Linked DNA regions of Sus scrofa: regions 1 and 3 are each linked to region 2. Evidence: chromatin contacts called from public HiChIP or PLAC-seq data. All regions are on one chromosome and are shown on one strand. The core of a region is the stretch at or near the end of the contact, and the rest is flanking DNA. Distances in the headings are between cores, read along the strand shown. Region 1 has its middle 51 kb from the start of TMEM92. Region 2 overlaps PDK2 (pyruvate dehydrogenase kinase, isozyme 2). Region 3 has its middle 28 kb from the start of TMEM92.

What was found. HiChIP or PLAC-seq counts read pairs in DNA pulled down with a chosen protein or histone mark.
Region 1: a contact with region 2 is called in an H3K27ac HiChIP or PLAC-seq map of alveolar macrophages. The contact joins two enhancer-like sites. A contact is called at or near these places in 1 of 47 Hi-C or Micro-C datasets (embryonic fibroblasts) and 1 of 2 datasets of contacts at active chromatin or transcription factors (alveolar macrophages).
Region 3: an H3K27ac HiChIP or PLAC-seq map of alveolar macrophages shows a contact between it and region 2. The contact joins two enhancer-like sites. A contact is called at or near these places in 1 of 47 Hi-C or Micro-C datasets (embryonic fibroblasts) and 1 of 2 datasets of contacts at active chromatin or transcription factors (alveolar macrophages).

What each region holds. Positions count from the first base shown.
Region 1 is chr12:26,515,822-26,520,235 of Sscrofa11.1, forward strand. No RefSeq gene overlaps it. Among named protein-coding and RNA genes, the nearest start is that of TMEM92, 51 kb to the left of the region's middle. Within about 2 kb of position 1,565, at least 4 of the 83 cell types and tissues checked have an H3K27ac peak or open chromatin away from gene starts, as enhancers often do. A contact at or near this core is called in alveolar macrophages, where this site is marked.
Region 2 is chr12:26,280,780-26,285,178 of Sscrofa11.1, forward strand. The region is part of intron 2 of PDK2 (pyruvate dehydrogenase kinase, isozyme 2); the gene reads left to right. Among named protein-coding and RNA genes, the nearest start is that of PDK2, 8.4 kb to the left of the region's middle. Within about 2 kb of position 2,587, at least 24 of the 83 cell types and tissues checked have an H3K27ac peak or open chromatin away from gene starts, as enhancers often do. A contact at or near this core is called in alveolar macrophages, where this site is marked.
Region 3 is chr12:26,492,311-26,497,318 of Sscrofa11.1, forward strand. No RefSeq gene overlaps it. Among named protein-coding and RNA genes, the nearest start is that of TMEM92, 28 kb to the left of the region's middle. Within about 2 kb of position 1,516, at least 1 of the 83 cell types and tissues checked has an H3K27ac peak or open chromatin away from gene starts, as enhancers often do. A contact at or near this core is called in alveolar macrophages, where this site is marked.

The sequences.
Region 1 (4,414 bases), core at 315-2,814, 230 kb after region 2:
CAATGAGTTCCCTGGTGGCCTAGCAGGTTAAGGATCCAGCATTGTCAATGCTGTGGCTCAGGTCATTGCTGTGGCTCGGTTCTATTCCTGGCTGGGGAACTTTTGCATGCCAGCAGTGTGTTCCCACCGCCAGCCCCTCCTTGCAGAAAGGGAGAAAACCTGAGGATGCTTAATCACCAATTCAAGGCAACATGTGAAACTCTCCTTGGCAGCAAGTAAAGATTCTCATCAGGTCTGGGATTTAACCATCCCAGGAATGGAGCTCTGGAGAAGGTCAAGTTCTCAACCAAGCCCTTTATCAACCTTGATAAAGAAGGAGTGGGACTCAGAGACTTGGGATAGCAACATCTGGGCTGATGCACTCGATAATCTTGAATCTCCAGATTCCACTGAACCCTTTGGACCTACAGAAGTGACCCTTCCTCCATGTTAAGGGCTCCCTCTTGCTTTTAGGTGATACAGAGCCTCTGCTTTGTAAGACAAGATGCATCCGCCTCCTGGCCACCAGGCAAAGAACCAGAGTCAAGTCACAACATCCAGCCTGGGAAGTATTACAAGAACTTGCCAACATGTACTGGCAGGAGTCAGAGCAAATCCGGGACTGGATTCTGAGGATGAGGACCAAAGGGGCAGAATATAAAGTTTTATTAGAGAGAATTTATTAGTATGGAGCACTCTCCTGATGCAGGATTTCACTCCCTGCCAAGAACCCCAGAGAAAGGTGCTAGGATAGCTCCTGAAGCCTGAGCATGGCAATGGCCCACCCTAAGTGAAGTGAAAAGGCCCAAACTGCCATGGCTGGTGGTAGAAGAAGGGGTGAAACTGTTATAGAAAGTGAGGTCTGCATGAGGTTGAGGGATCAATCCCTGGCCTCACTCAGTGGGTTAAGGATCTGGCATTGCCGTGAGCTGTGCTGTAGGTCACAGACACGGCTCAGATCTGGTGTTGCTGTGGCTGTGGTGTAGGCCAGTGGCTACAGCTCTGACTAGACCCCTAGCCTGGGAACCTCCATATGCCGAGGGTACAGCCCTAGAAAAGACAAAAAGAAAAAAAGAAAAAAAAAATGTGGTCTGGATGCTCCCTGCTCTAAAGCCAATAAAGAGGCAAGGCTGGTGGAAAGGAAAGTTTGCTTTATTTCAGATGCCAGCAATGGGGGTCTGGGGTGTGGGTGGACTCCTGCCCAAAGGCCAACTCCCCCCCACTGACAATCAGTGGGCAAAGATTTTATAGGTGGAGGGAGGGGCTACATGCAGAAACAGCACAGTCAGCTCTGACAGTCCTCTTGAAATTGGTCCTGCAGTGGTCTAACCAGTGTTACCTTGATAGTTTAAGTACAGCTAATCTTTAGTTCCAAGGATTCTTGCCACATCCAGCACTGCAGGGGAATGGGAGATCCTGAAAGAGGAATAGCGCGGTATAACAAAACACACAAGACTCTGTTACATCTAGAAAGTGGGGGACCAGGAGGCACTCTGTTCTGCAGAACAAAGGCGCCTAGGCTTTAGCCCACATGACTTTTATTAAGGGAAGGTGACGTATGTAGGTTAGTCAGCAAAATCAGGCGTAGGCAATGACAAAGCTATCTCGTAGTGAATAACGAAGGACACTGCTAGCATCAAAGTTACTGGTGCACACCTCTGGGGCATAGCGCAGCTGCTTATAGAACAGCATGGCTAAGGCATAACTCCTTTGTCTTTGAAGAAGACCCTGTACCTTAGAACTTTGTGTCAGCAGACATGCTTTTCTGGTTTTGCCATCATAAGCATTCCTTTGTTTATTGTGCTTTTGTAAGTACACCAAGTTTGCTTTCTGCAGAGTTCAGCAGTTCAGTGGTCTCCAACAGTTTTTATTGCTTTTTTTTTTTTTTTCCTGCCACATGGAGGTTCCCAGGCTAGGGGGTCTAACCGGAGCTGTAGCTGTCAACCTACACCACAGCCACAGCAACACCAGATGCTTAACCCACTAAGTGAGGTCAAAGATCAAACCACATCCTTTGTTAACCACTGGGCCACAAGAGGAACTCCAGTTCCAAGGTTTGTTCCCATTTCTTTGAGGCCAGTTCTTGGAGTTGTGGCAGCTTAATGGCATGGCTACCACAGGCTGGTCATCATGTAGTTAACTTCTTCCACCTCATGGGGGTTTCTTTTTTTTTTTTTTTTTTTTTTTTTTTTTTTTTTTTGTCTTCTTGCCTTTTTCTGGGGCTGCTCCCACGGCATATGGAGGTTTCCAGGCTAGGGGTCGAATCAGAGCTGTAGCCACCGGCCTACACCAGAGCCACAGCAACGCGGGATCTGAGCCGCGTCTGCGACCTACACCATAGCTCACGGCAACGCCAGATCCTTAACCCACTGAGCGAGGCCAGGGATCGAACCCGCAACCTCATGGTTCCTAGTTGGATTCGTTAACCACTGAGCAACAACGGGAACTCCCAAGGTTTCAGTAACTGTAAGACAGCTCGTAGGACATGGCTCAGAAAATTATCTATAGCCCTTGAGGAGGAATGAAAGGTCCTTGACTTTGCTTAATGGCTAAACTATTATTATTTGTTCTCATTTGACTGTTTTCCTTTACTCCTGTATCTCCTGTATTTTCTCACTTCTCTGATTAAACTTATTCTTTTTTTTTTTTTTTTTTTGTCTTTTGTCTGTTGTTGTTGCTATTTCTTGGGCCGCTCCCGCGGCATGTGGAGGTTCCCAGGCTAGGGGTCTAATCAGAGCTTCAGCCACTGGCCTACACCAGAGCCACAGCAACGTGGGATCCCAGCCGCGTCTGCAACCTACACCACAGCTCACGGCAACGCCAGATCGCTAACCCACTGAGCAAGGGCAGGGACCGAACCCGCAACCTCATGGTTCCTAGTCGGATTCGTTAACCACTGCACCACAACGGGAACTCCTGATTAAACTTATTCTTTAGCTAAAGTTTTTCTACAGAGAAAAAGCAGATGGAAGACATGGAGTGGAAGGACCACAGGGTCTGCTCTGTTCCAAAATGGCTCAAAGGAGAGGGCCTACTAGACCAGGTTATCCAACGGAGGGCCTGCAAGACTGCCCAGCTGTGTTCTCTGGGAGGGCACATGGGACACTCTTAGCCAAGCCTGTAGGAGGGGCATCAGCATCACTGAGAAGTTCATGCTGGCCGTATGCCCCATAGGCCAAGGCTGAGGGTGGGAGATGCTGTTACAGATCAGGGCTCCCTGAGAGTAATGGGGATAAGAGGAGCCTAGACTAACAGAGGCCAAGTGGTAGCACTTATCTGTCAGAAGTGGCCATGATTCTAATAATGAGCAGCAAGTTCAGACAGGCAGCCAGAGGCCCTGACACTCAGAGAGCCATGAAAATGGTTATAGGACATGGTGTTCCTAGAGGCAAGACAAGGAGGCAACCAGAAACAGCACTGCTTAGAATTCCTGTCCTTTTTCTATCATTTAAGATGAACACAGGAGTTCCCGTTGTGGCTCAGTGGAAATGAATCTGACCAGTATCCATGAAGATGTGGGTTCGATCCCTGGCCCTGCTCCACGGACTAAGGATCTGGCAGTGCTGTGAGCTGCGGTGTGGGTCACAGAGGTGGCTTGGATCTGGCATTGCTGTGGCTGCGGTGTAGGCCAGCAGTTGGAGCTCCCATTCAACCCCTAGCCTGGGAACATCCATGTGCCACAGGTGTGGCCCTAAAAAGGAGGGGAAAAGAAACAAGATGAACTCAGAGATTCAAGAGGAACCAGTGGGTGCCTCTTCCATAGGCATCTTTTCCAGTTCTCTACTTCCCATTCCCACTACCCATTCTCCACCTCCTCCCCCACCCCCACCTGTTACCCGGCTGCATGGCTTTCATGGTTTCCCATCCACATCCATCTTTCTCCCTCCGGTGTGGAAGGTTCTCAGGGACAAAGTCCCTGTCCTACTCTTCACACCCCCAGTACTTATCACAGTGCTGACACACGGTGGGCATGGCGCTCAGTAAATGATTTTGAAGGAATCCATGAACTTTCATCAACTGTGATTCCACCATTTATTTCCCTGTGCTGCCTGCGTTACCATAGTGACACTCTCCTATAAGGGACTCTCGGTGTTATAAAATGTTCAGAAAATGTGGTGAGTTTAAGACCCTGTATTGCTGCTGTTACTAAAACCTCCTGGTAGAGGGCCCTAATGAGCCTGCTCTCAGATGGGTCAGTTACAAACAAACAAACAAAAAACAGGAGTTCCCATTGCAGTGCAGTGGAAATGAATTCGACTAGGAACTGTGAGGTTGCAGGGGTTCCATCACCAGTCTCGCTCAGTGGGTTAAGATCCAGGGTTGCCAAGAGCCGTGGTGTAGGTCACAGACACGGCTCAGATCTGGCATTGCAGTGGCTACAGAGTAGGCCAGCAGCTACAGCTCCATCCGATTAGACCCATAGCCTGGAAAAATC
Region 2 (4,399 bases), core at 1,337-3,836:
CTGCTGGCCTCAGAGTCTGATGAGTGAGGAGCAAAACCTCCCTTTTGGAAATGGACAGGTCCTGTGCAAATGCTCTTACTGGTGGTGGTGCTAATAGTTAATATGTGGTAACAGCTACTGGAGTTTCTGTTCAGCTGGGGAGAGGTTCTAGGCAGGAATCACTGTGGGCAAGTGGAGAATCCCTGGTCCTAACCAAACCTGATAACGTGATTTCAACTGAACAGGCTCGGTGTCATGGGATCCTGTTTCGGAAGTGACTGGAAGGTAGAGGAAGGCCCTGGATGTGGCACCGGCATGCCTGACTCCGAGGCTGGGCTTTGCTGCTTGCAGGATACTTAACATTTGGCCACACACAAGGTCCCTGTGAGCCTTGGCTTCCTCATCTATAAACTGGGCGTCCAGGAGTTCCCATCATGGCGCGGCGGAAGCAAATCTGATTAGGATCCATGTGGTTGCGGGTTCGATCCTTGGCCTCGCTCAGTGAGTTAAGGATCTGGCGTTGCCGTGAGCTGTGGTGTAGGTCACAGATGCAGCTCGGATCTGGCATGGCTGTGGCTGTGGTGTAGGCAGGCAGCTGTAGCTCCGATTCGACCCCTAGCCTGGGAACCTCCATATGCCATGGGTGTGGCCCTAAAAAAAAATGGGGATCCATTCTGTTTCTAAGAGTCAAATGCCACTGCTTGCTATAAAAATACATAGAACTCTCTAAATACGAATGATGTCTGCGAGCTGCTGCAGCAGAGGTTCCCTTAGACAGTGTAGCGGTGCTAACGGTGACAGGGACGGGAACGGACTTAGCTGGAGGAGAGCTGCTGGCCATCAGGAGAAGTTCTACATTCTGTGTCCACGTATGAACTTGTTTAGGCTTCCGAGCAGCCTTGTAAAGTAGTCCTGGTTACTCTCCCCATTTTATAGATGAGGAAACTGAGGTTCAGAGAGATTAACCTTGTCTGAGCCCTTGCAGGTAGTAAGTGGTAGAGCCAGAATTCCAACCCAGGCCCTGAGATCCGGAAGGGAAAGGAGAGAGCGCATTCTGGGGCGGGAGTCAGGGACTTCTAGGCTCACAGAGCCCGTCAGATCGTCTGATGGCTGGTATCGCCGGGGTAAGCTTGACCCCCGCCCCCAGCCTCAGGGATGCTGTGGAGTCGGTGGGCTCGCGCCTCCAGGACACAGAGGCTCCCATGAGAGTCGCAGAGTCGAATCAGAGGACCGTGAGTCCCTCGTGTCGCTCATAGGGCCTTCACAGGACTTGTAGGGAACGGGTGGGGATGGGGTCTCGCCGGCCCCTGCTCATGAACCGCCTTGCCTGTCAGCAGGTGCGTGGGCCCCAAACCCAGTTCTTTCCCTTGAAAAGACTGAGCACTTCACAGACTCCTGGCCCCCAGGACCTGCTCAGGACCAGGCCCAGGCGCTGGGGCCGTAGCCAAACCCTGCCATTGAATCCCTCAGCCACTGCTTATGTAATCAAGAGTGGAGGCTCTAATCCGCGCCTGCTGCTGCTGCTGCTGCTGCTGCTGCAAAGCCCACTTTACACAGTTACACACAGGGACCCGAGCGGCACCACTGGCAATGGGACCCGAGTCAGCCTGGCTCAGGGCTGCGCCACCACCCCTCCATAAGTGGCTTCCAGAGGTGGGATGAGACAGGCACCTCTTCCCCCCCTACCCCCCTTACACACAGCCTTCACCTTGTTCACTGCCCCCTCCTCCTGCATCCCCAACAGCTTGTGGACACTAGGCCGTGGTGCACACACACCCACAGGCTCCCAGGCTCATCCTCGTGCCCCCCTCCCCCCCGGCTGAGTGCTTCCTCGGCTCCCCCACAAGCCTGTGCTCCTCCTCCCCCGCCTCTGCACGCTCATCCCCACATCCCTACACCTACACTCACACGCACACTGTCTCACACACACTGTCACACACACACACACTCATGCTCCCTCCTCCTCTCCCCAAATTCCACCCCTCCTGCCTCCCAAATCCAGGCCTCTAGACTGGCTGGAAAGCCCCAGAAAGCAGGGTTTGGGGCTTCCTCATTATCAAGGGAGGAGGAAGCTCCAGATCTCACCCAGGAAGTCCTGAGTGGCCTTGCTTACTGCTGAGGTCCTCAGGTCAGGCCGTCCCTGGGGCATCACCTGGGGCCTTACCACCTACTCGGCCTGCCGGAGGGCAGGTGACGCATCTGTCATTGCCCCACTGGTCCAGATCGCCCACATCTAAGCCCAGCTCTTTCTCTGACCGTCAGTGGAGCCGACATCACTCCCTCCCCAGCGTCTTTCCCTTTTTGGGGACCCAGATCTGGCCCAAGGGTGAGGTCTGGTCTGCCAGGCCCATGGGGGGCTTCAGGCCAGGGTCAAGGTTTCCCCCAGGAGAATCCTTGTCATCCTCTTCTCTCCCGTCCAAGGGTACACCCAGGATCCCTAAAAGAACAACTCTGAGAGGGAGACAGTCAGCGATTCTAAACCCTGCTTCACAGTCCAGGAGACTGAGGCCTGAGGCTGGCAGCTCTCCTCCTAGCTGTGCCGGCAGGCGCTGCCCATTGCCAATCCCTCCTGGTGCCCTTTGTTCTGCTTCACTGGCCATGTGACCGGCCCCATTCTGCCCTCTGTGGTTCACTAGGCAGCCACGGAGGGTGGTGCCAGCAGCTAGAGCCCTCACCCTACCCCTGCCCCCACCCCAGGCCAGGCTGCTCAGGGCCCCCCAGCTCCCACGTCATCCCCCTCTGCTTGCCCCCTGGGTCTTGGGAAGGGGTTCCAGGGCCCCCTCCCCCAAGCTGGTCCCCTCCCTCTCCCCTCTCTTCCGACCCCCACCATTGCATTGCAGGTCCTCCTCCCCAACCCCTTCTCCCCCTTAAGAATCACATGAGGGGCCCGTCGTGGCGCAGCAGAAATGAATCCGACTAGGAACCATGAGGTTGCAGGTTCGATCCCTGGCCTCGCTCAGTGGGTTAAGGATGTGGCGTGGCTATGAGGTGTGGCATAGATCGCAGATGCGGCTCAGATCTGGCGTTGCTGTGGCTGTGGTGTAGGCGGCAGCTGTAGCTCCAATTAGACCCTTATCGTGGGAACCTCCATATGCTGCGGGTGCGGCCCTCAAAAAAAAAAAAAAAGAGTCACATGAGCATGAGGCTTTATTTGTTCCTGGGCATGGTCAGGGGATAGGGGATTTGGTTAACAGAGGCCTGTGAGAGAGAATCCCAGCTCTGCACGTCAACTTCCTCATCCGTAAAATGGGTCTAGCAGTAGCATCCACCTCACAGGGTCATTGTGGAGGGTAAGGAGGGGGAGCACAAGGCCAGTGCCAGTAAATGCCATCTGCCTTCCCCATGGACAGTGGCCGCATCACCATTGGGACCAGTATAGGTGGTGAGCACTTGGCCGGGTGGGTTAGACTTGGCATCAGACAGACCTGGGTTGGAATCCCAGTGCAACCGCGTATTGTGTGACTTGAGGCATATTACCTGCCCTCTCTGAGCTGGTGTCCTTGTCTGCAAAAGGGGGAAATACTGCCTGTTCATGAAGGCTTCTGGGAGGTGGGAGCCCCTGTGTAGTCTCTGAGCACAGGAGGGCACTTTTGGTCACTGGATGAGTGTCAGCTATTATTCTCCAGGGAGCCCAAGGTGAGGCCGTGGGAGAGCCACTCTGACTTCGGGGACAGTGCCAGGGCTTCAGGCCAGTGAGGGGGTCCTGGGGAAAGCTGGTCTTCTCTGCTCCCTGGGCTCCCCCTCCTGCCAAGAGCTGGGCTGGGCCCCGGGTGGGGAAGGCTGGCGGGAACAGCGGGGCTGCTGTCAGTGGCTATTCTCAGAACAGGGAGGACTCAAACAGGCTGTGATTCAGAGCCTGTGCCCACTTCAGCCAGGACAAGTGTGTCACATGCCACCTGGGGACTCAGAGGGCACACTCAGCTGTTGACAGTGTTTGAACCCCTGTTCATAATGAGCAGACATTTAGAGAGTGCTCCCTCTGTGCTAGGCACTGTGTTAATCACTACAGGTAACTCTCACCAAAAAGCAGAAATAGCAATAGGTACAAACCCCTCCCTTCTTCCCATGAGACAACTCAGGCCCAGAGAGGTTCCAAGACTCCTTCAGAGCCACACAGCTCCAAGTGGACAAGCCCAGCCTGGGACTCGCCAGCGCCAGCTCCAAAGCTACTCCTTCACCCTCTCTCTCCTCTACTGTCTTAAGCAGGAGAGGGGAGGGGAGCAGTTAGTAGGTGAAGGGAGCAGGGCATTCCAGGCAGGCGGACCACAGGACCAGTCGGGCTGAGCATTTTGAGCACCCAGTGCCAGGTAGTGGCAGGAGCGCAGGAGGTGGAGTCTTTTTAAATTTATTTATTTATTTATTTATTGTCTTCTTAGGGCTGCCCTCTGGGCATATGGAGGCTCCCAGGCTAGGGGTCAAA
Region 3 (5,008 bases), core at 266-2,765, 210 kb after region 2:
TGTATGACAATCTGATACATATCTTGGCCTACTCCTCCCACAGCCTCCCACAGAGCTGGAGGATGGTAACTTCAGGCTGAGCATAAGCACATGACCCCACACTAGTTAGAATTGGAAGGAAGATTAGTAAAGAAAGGTCACACACCTTGCAGACCTCCCCCCAAAGCTTGCTATAAAAACTCTTCCCCCAAAACCATCGGGGATTTGGGATCTAGTCCTAGATCTGTTCAAATATTCTATTTCTTCATGATCTAGTCTTGGTAGAGTTTGTGTTACTAAGAGGGAAGGAAGGAGGGCAACAATAATGATGCTTCTCCTCTTGGTCTGCCTTTCTAAGATCAGAAGCGGAAATCGGCCATCAGAGCACAGATCTGATGCTTGGAGAAGAGGGTTCTTTTTGTCCACTCTGCTTCCTACAGCTGTGTGCAAAGTGCTCCAGGAACACAGACACAGCTGCCTGCAACCTGGCTGAGGATGGGGGATGGGTATATGCTACTGGGCTTAGAGCTGAAACTGACTGAAATTAAGTGCAATTTACCGGCTGAGCCTTCCGCTGGAAGTTGCAAGCCATTTATAAATGCCAGAGCTCTGGAGTTCTCCTCCTTGTGCAGTGGTTAGCGAATCCCACCAGGAACCATGAGGTTGTGGGTTCGGTCCCTGCCCTTACTCAGTGGGTTGATGGTCCGGCGTTGCCGAGAGCTGTGGTGCAGGTTGCAGACGCGGCGCGGATCCCGTGTTGCTGTGGCTCTGGCATAGGCCGGTGACTACAGCTCCGATTAGACCCCTAGCCTGGGAACCTCCATACACCGCTGGAGCGGCCCAAGAAATAGCAAAGACAAAAAAAAAAAAAAAAAAAAAAAAAAAAAAAAGAAGAAGAAGAAGAAGAAGGAAAATGAAAAAGAAAAGAAAAGAAAAAAAAGAAAAAATAAATAAATTCCAGAGCTCCAAAACAGTTAATCAGACAGTTTCTGCTTCTTCCAGCTCCATCAAATTCCCAGAATCCTTTCAGCAGGATTATAATTTAAGAATGCCCATTAGAAAATATTCAATTGTGTTAGCTGAGATTTGACCAATAATTTATTCAAAACTTGCTTTAGTTTTCTGCCAACATTTTCTTTTTTTCTTTTTTCTCTTATTTATTTATTTATTTATTTTTGCTTTTTAGGGCTGCACCTGCAGCATATGAAGGTCCCCAGGCTAGGGGTCGAATCGGAGCTATAGCTGCTGGTCTACGCCACAGCCACAGCAATGCCAGATCCAAGCCACATCTGCGACCTATACCACAGCTCTTGGCAAAGCCGGATGCTTAACTCACTGAGCGAAGCCAGGGATCAAACCCGCAACCTCATGGTTCCTAGTCAGATTCGTTTCTGCTGCATCACAATGGGAACTTCCCCGCCAACATTTTCTCAGAATAAAGGATGTTAAGAAATTTGATCAGAGGCCTAAGATCATTTTAGGTTTTGACACAGCAAGAGCAGAACTTTCAACAAGTAAACCGCAAACTTGTCACACTGCACATTTTTTCCATATGCCCAGTCCCCTAGATTTTCTTATAACTGACTCCACCTGCTCCCTCCATAATGACTGTTGGGATGGCAGAGCAGCCATTTTTCACAAAGCGGTTCTACTTCTCAGACCACAGCTGACTGGTTTGGGGCTGGGTAGTGATCCAGTCTGGGCCGTAAGAGCCCTTCCATGAGAATTTTGAATTTGGAGCTCAGTGTCTATAATCTCTAGACTGCTCAAGAAGAAAGCCATTAGAGAGTTCCCATAGTGACTCAGTGGGTTAAGAACCTGACTAGAATCCATGAGGATGCCGGTTTGATCCCTGACCTTGCTCAGTGGGTTAAGGATCCAGCGTTGCCGAGAGCTGTGGTATAGGTTGCAGACGAGGCTTGGATCCTGCTTTGCTGTGGCTGTGGGGTAGGCCAGCAGCTGCAGCTCCAATTGGACCCCTAGCCTGGGAACCTCCATCTGCTGCGGGTGCGGCCCGCAGCAGAAAAAAAGCAAAAGAAAAAAAGCAAAAACAAAGAAACCCCCACACAAAAAAGAAAGCCATTTGAGGAGTACCCTGGTGGTCTAGCGGGTAAAGGATACAACATTGTCACTGCTGTGGCTTGGGTTACTGCTGTCGTGTGGGTTCTACCACTGGCTGTGGCCAAAAACAACCCCAGAAGTCCATTAGATAGAGAGGAGCGACCGGGGCCTCTGTCAGCCACTTTGTGAACTGTCACCCAGTCCAAGCTCATAACTGCTAGCCACACTCCAGGCCAATGAATAAAGCTGTTGGGGCAAGGAAGAGCAACTTTATTAGGAAAGGCAGCAGTCAGAGAAGATGGTAGACTAGTGTCCCCCAAAACCATCTTACCCAAGTTAGAATTCAAGCTGCTTTTATACTAAAGTGGAGCAGGTGTGGCTGGCTGGTGCAAACTTCTTGCTGCCCAGTTCCTTTGTTCTTGCAGCTGTCCACGTAGGACGGGTCACCGTTTGCCTATAAACTACCAGCAAGACAGGAGTTATTATCTATCTATGACTTTTTTCTTTTTCAGTCGTACCCCCAGCATATGGGAGTTCCTTGGCCAGGGATTGAATCTGAGCCACAGCTTCGACCTAGGCCACAGTGACTTATGTATGCCACAGCCATGGCAACCCTGGATTCTTTTGGGGGGGGGGGGCTCCACCCAAGGCATGTGGAGGTTCCCAGGCTAGAGGTGAAATCAGAGCCGTAGCTGCTGGCCTTCACCACAGTCACACCAATGACAGATCCAAGCTGTGTCTGCAGCCTACACCACAGCTCACAACAATGCTGGATCCTTAACCCACTGAGCGAGGCCAGGGATCGAACCTGCATCCTCATGGATGCTAGTCAGATTCCTTTCCAGTAAGGCATGATGGGAAAAACCCTGGATTCTTAACCACTGCGCCAGGCTAGGGATTGAACTGGCGCCACCACAGAGACAAAGCCAGATCCTTAACCTGCTGCACCACAGCAGGAACTCTGAACTTTTTTTTTTTTTTTTTTTTTGGTTGTACCTGCTGCACGCAGAAGTTCCTGGGCCAGGGATTGAACTCACATCACAGCAGCAAACCAAGCTGCTGCAGTGACAATGCCAGATCCTTAACCCACTGAGTCACAAAGGAACTCCTTGTCTGCAACTTTTTATCTCTATATGAATAGAAAAATGTTATACATTTAAAGGTCAGAGCCTTGGGAATGGGCTATTACACATATTTCAAGCTATACGCAACATTCTTTTACAAAGGTGCAGAGCCAGCATGACTCAGCGCAAGGCAGCAGAGCACAAAGGATAGAGCTAAAAGAACAAATCCAAAATGGAGTCAGGTTTGTTCTTCACTGTTACAAAACTGGTTGAATGAGAAAAAAAGCCAGTATTCAGAAGAAAACGGAGACAGGAGACAGAGAATGTGTCCTAATGGCCATGAGATGCCTGGTTCCATTTGTTCCTGAGGTCCAGCACCTTCTCATAGCCTGCCGACTCCACCATTCTTTGGCAACCAATAGCTATACATCCCTAGCTCAAGTTAGTGTGAGTTGATTTATTGTCACTTGCAACCCGAAGAGCCCAGAGTAGCCTGCTAGATCAACCCCTTTACTTCACAGATGAAATAACAGATTCTCTCTCTTTTTTTTTTTTTTTTTTGTCTTTTTGCCATTTCTTGGGCCACTCCCTCGGCATATGGAGGTTCCCAGGCTAGGGGTTGAATCGGAGCTGTAGCCACTGGCCTACACCGCAGCCACAGCAACGTGGGATCTGAGCCACACCTGCGACCTACATCACAGCTCATGGCAACGCCGGATCCTTAACCCACTGAGCAAGGCCAGGGACCGAACCCGCAACCTCATGGTTCCTAGTCGGATTCGTTAACCACTGAGCCACAATGGGAACTCCAAAAAAACAGATTCTGAGTAAAACTATAAGTTCTCTGGGTCTACAAGATTAGTGAGTAGCTTGGCTGGAATTAAACCCAAAGTCTCCTGATCAGAGCTCCCATGTGTGTCTCTAGCTGTAGCTCCCATGTGCATTTCTAACACCTGGCAGAGATTTCCAGTGTCCTCAGTTGGAGGGAAATGCACAGAACAAAGAAGAAAAGCTAAAAATAGACCATCAAACTACAACTGGAGACCTGGGATCTGGAGGGTTGGTACAGGAAATGGAGACAGCGAAGAACAAAGTCAGACTCGGAGGTGAAAACTAAAAGGAAGCCACGCTATTTGTGGCTGAACTCTCGCACGAGGAAGACAGGATCAAAGGAAGCCTTCACCTCCTGCAAAATGCTCATGCAGGATTCAGATTAAACTGAGCTAATAGATCTCCTAGCTGAGGCTAAAGGGAGATCAGAGGCCAGGTGCTGGCTGCCACAAGCCTTCTACCCATCAGAGGTTACCCTTACCTTGAATATAAAATAGGACAGTCCCCCTTAGGTCCTGCAGCTGACAGTGTCCTCTTATTCCTCACCCCACCCCAGACACAGCCGTCCTTCCCATTTCCCATGTGCCAAGCACCCCTGACAAAGTCGTGTGTATGTAGCTGTCCCTAAAGGTTTGGGATGACGGAGAGGGGTGAGGGGCCCTGGCAGGTCTGTGGGTGTTTTGGTTCCCAGCGTTAGTTACAGCCCTGTGACCTGCCACACTGCAAGCAGGTTTTACAACCCGTGAGACGATTATGCAGGGAAGTGGCAATTACTCAGGAAGAGGTGGCTGGAGGAACAGGTTGGAGAGACCTCCTTAGAGCTACTCAGGACGAGGCAGATCTGTACCCAGGACAGGCAGAATTCCTTGGCCACCACTTTAAGAACCCAGGGGAACCCAAGAAGCCACAATGGCTGACACCTCCTTGCTTATTGTCTTCTGATCATTTCTGAGTCTCCCGCAGTCTGATGGTACTTCAGTGGCTTTCCAGGGCAAAAGGCGATTTCCAGGCAACTCCCAACCCCACCCTCCGCAGAACTTGTCCAGAGGGTCATATTTCATGCACATACACGA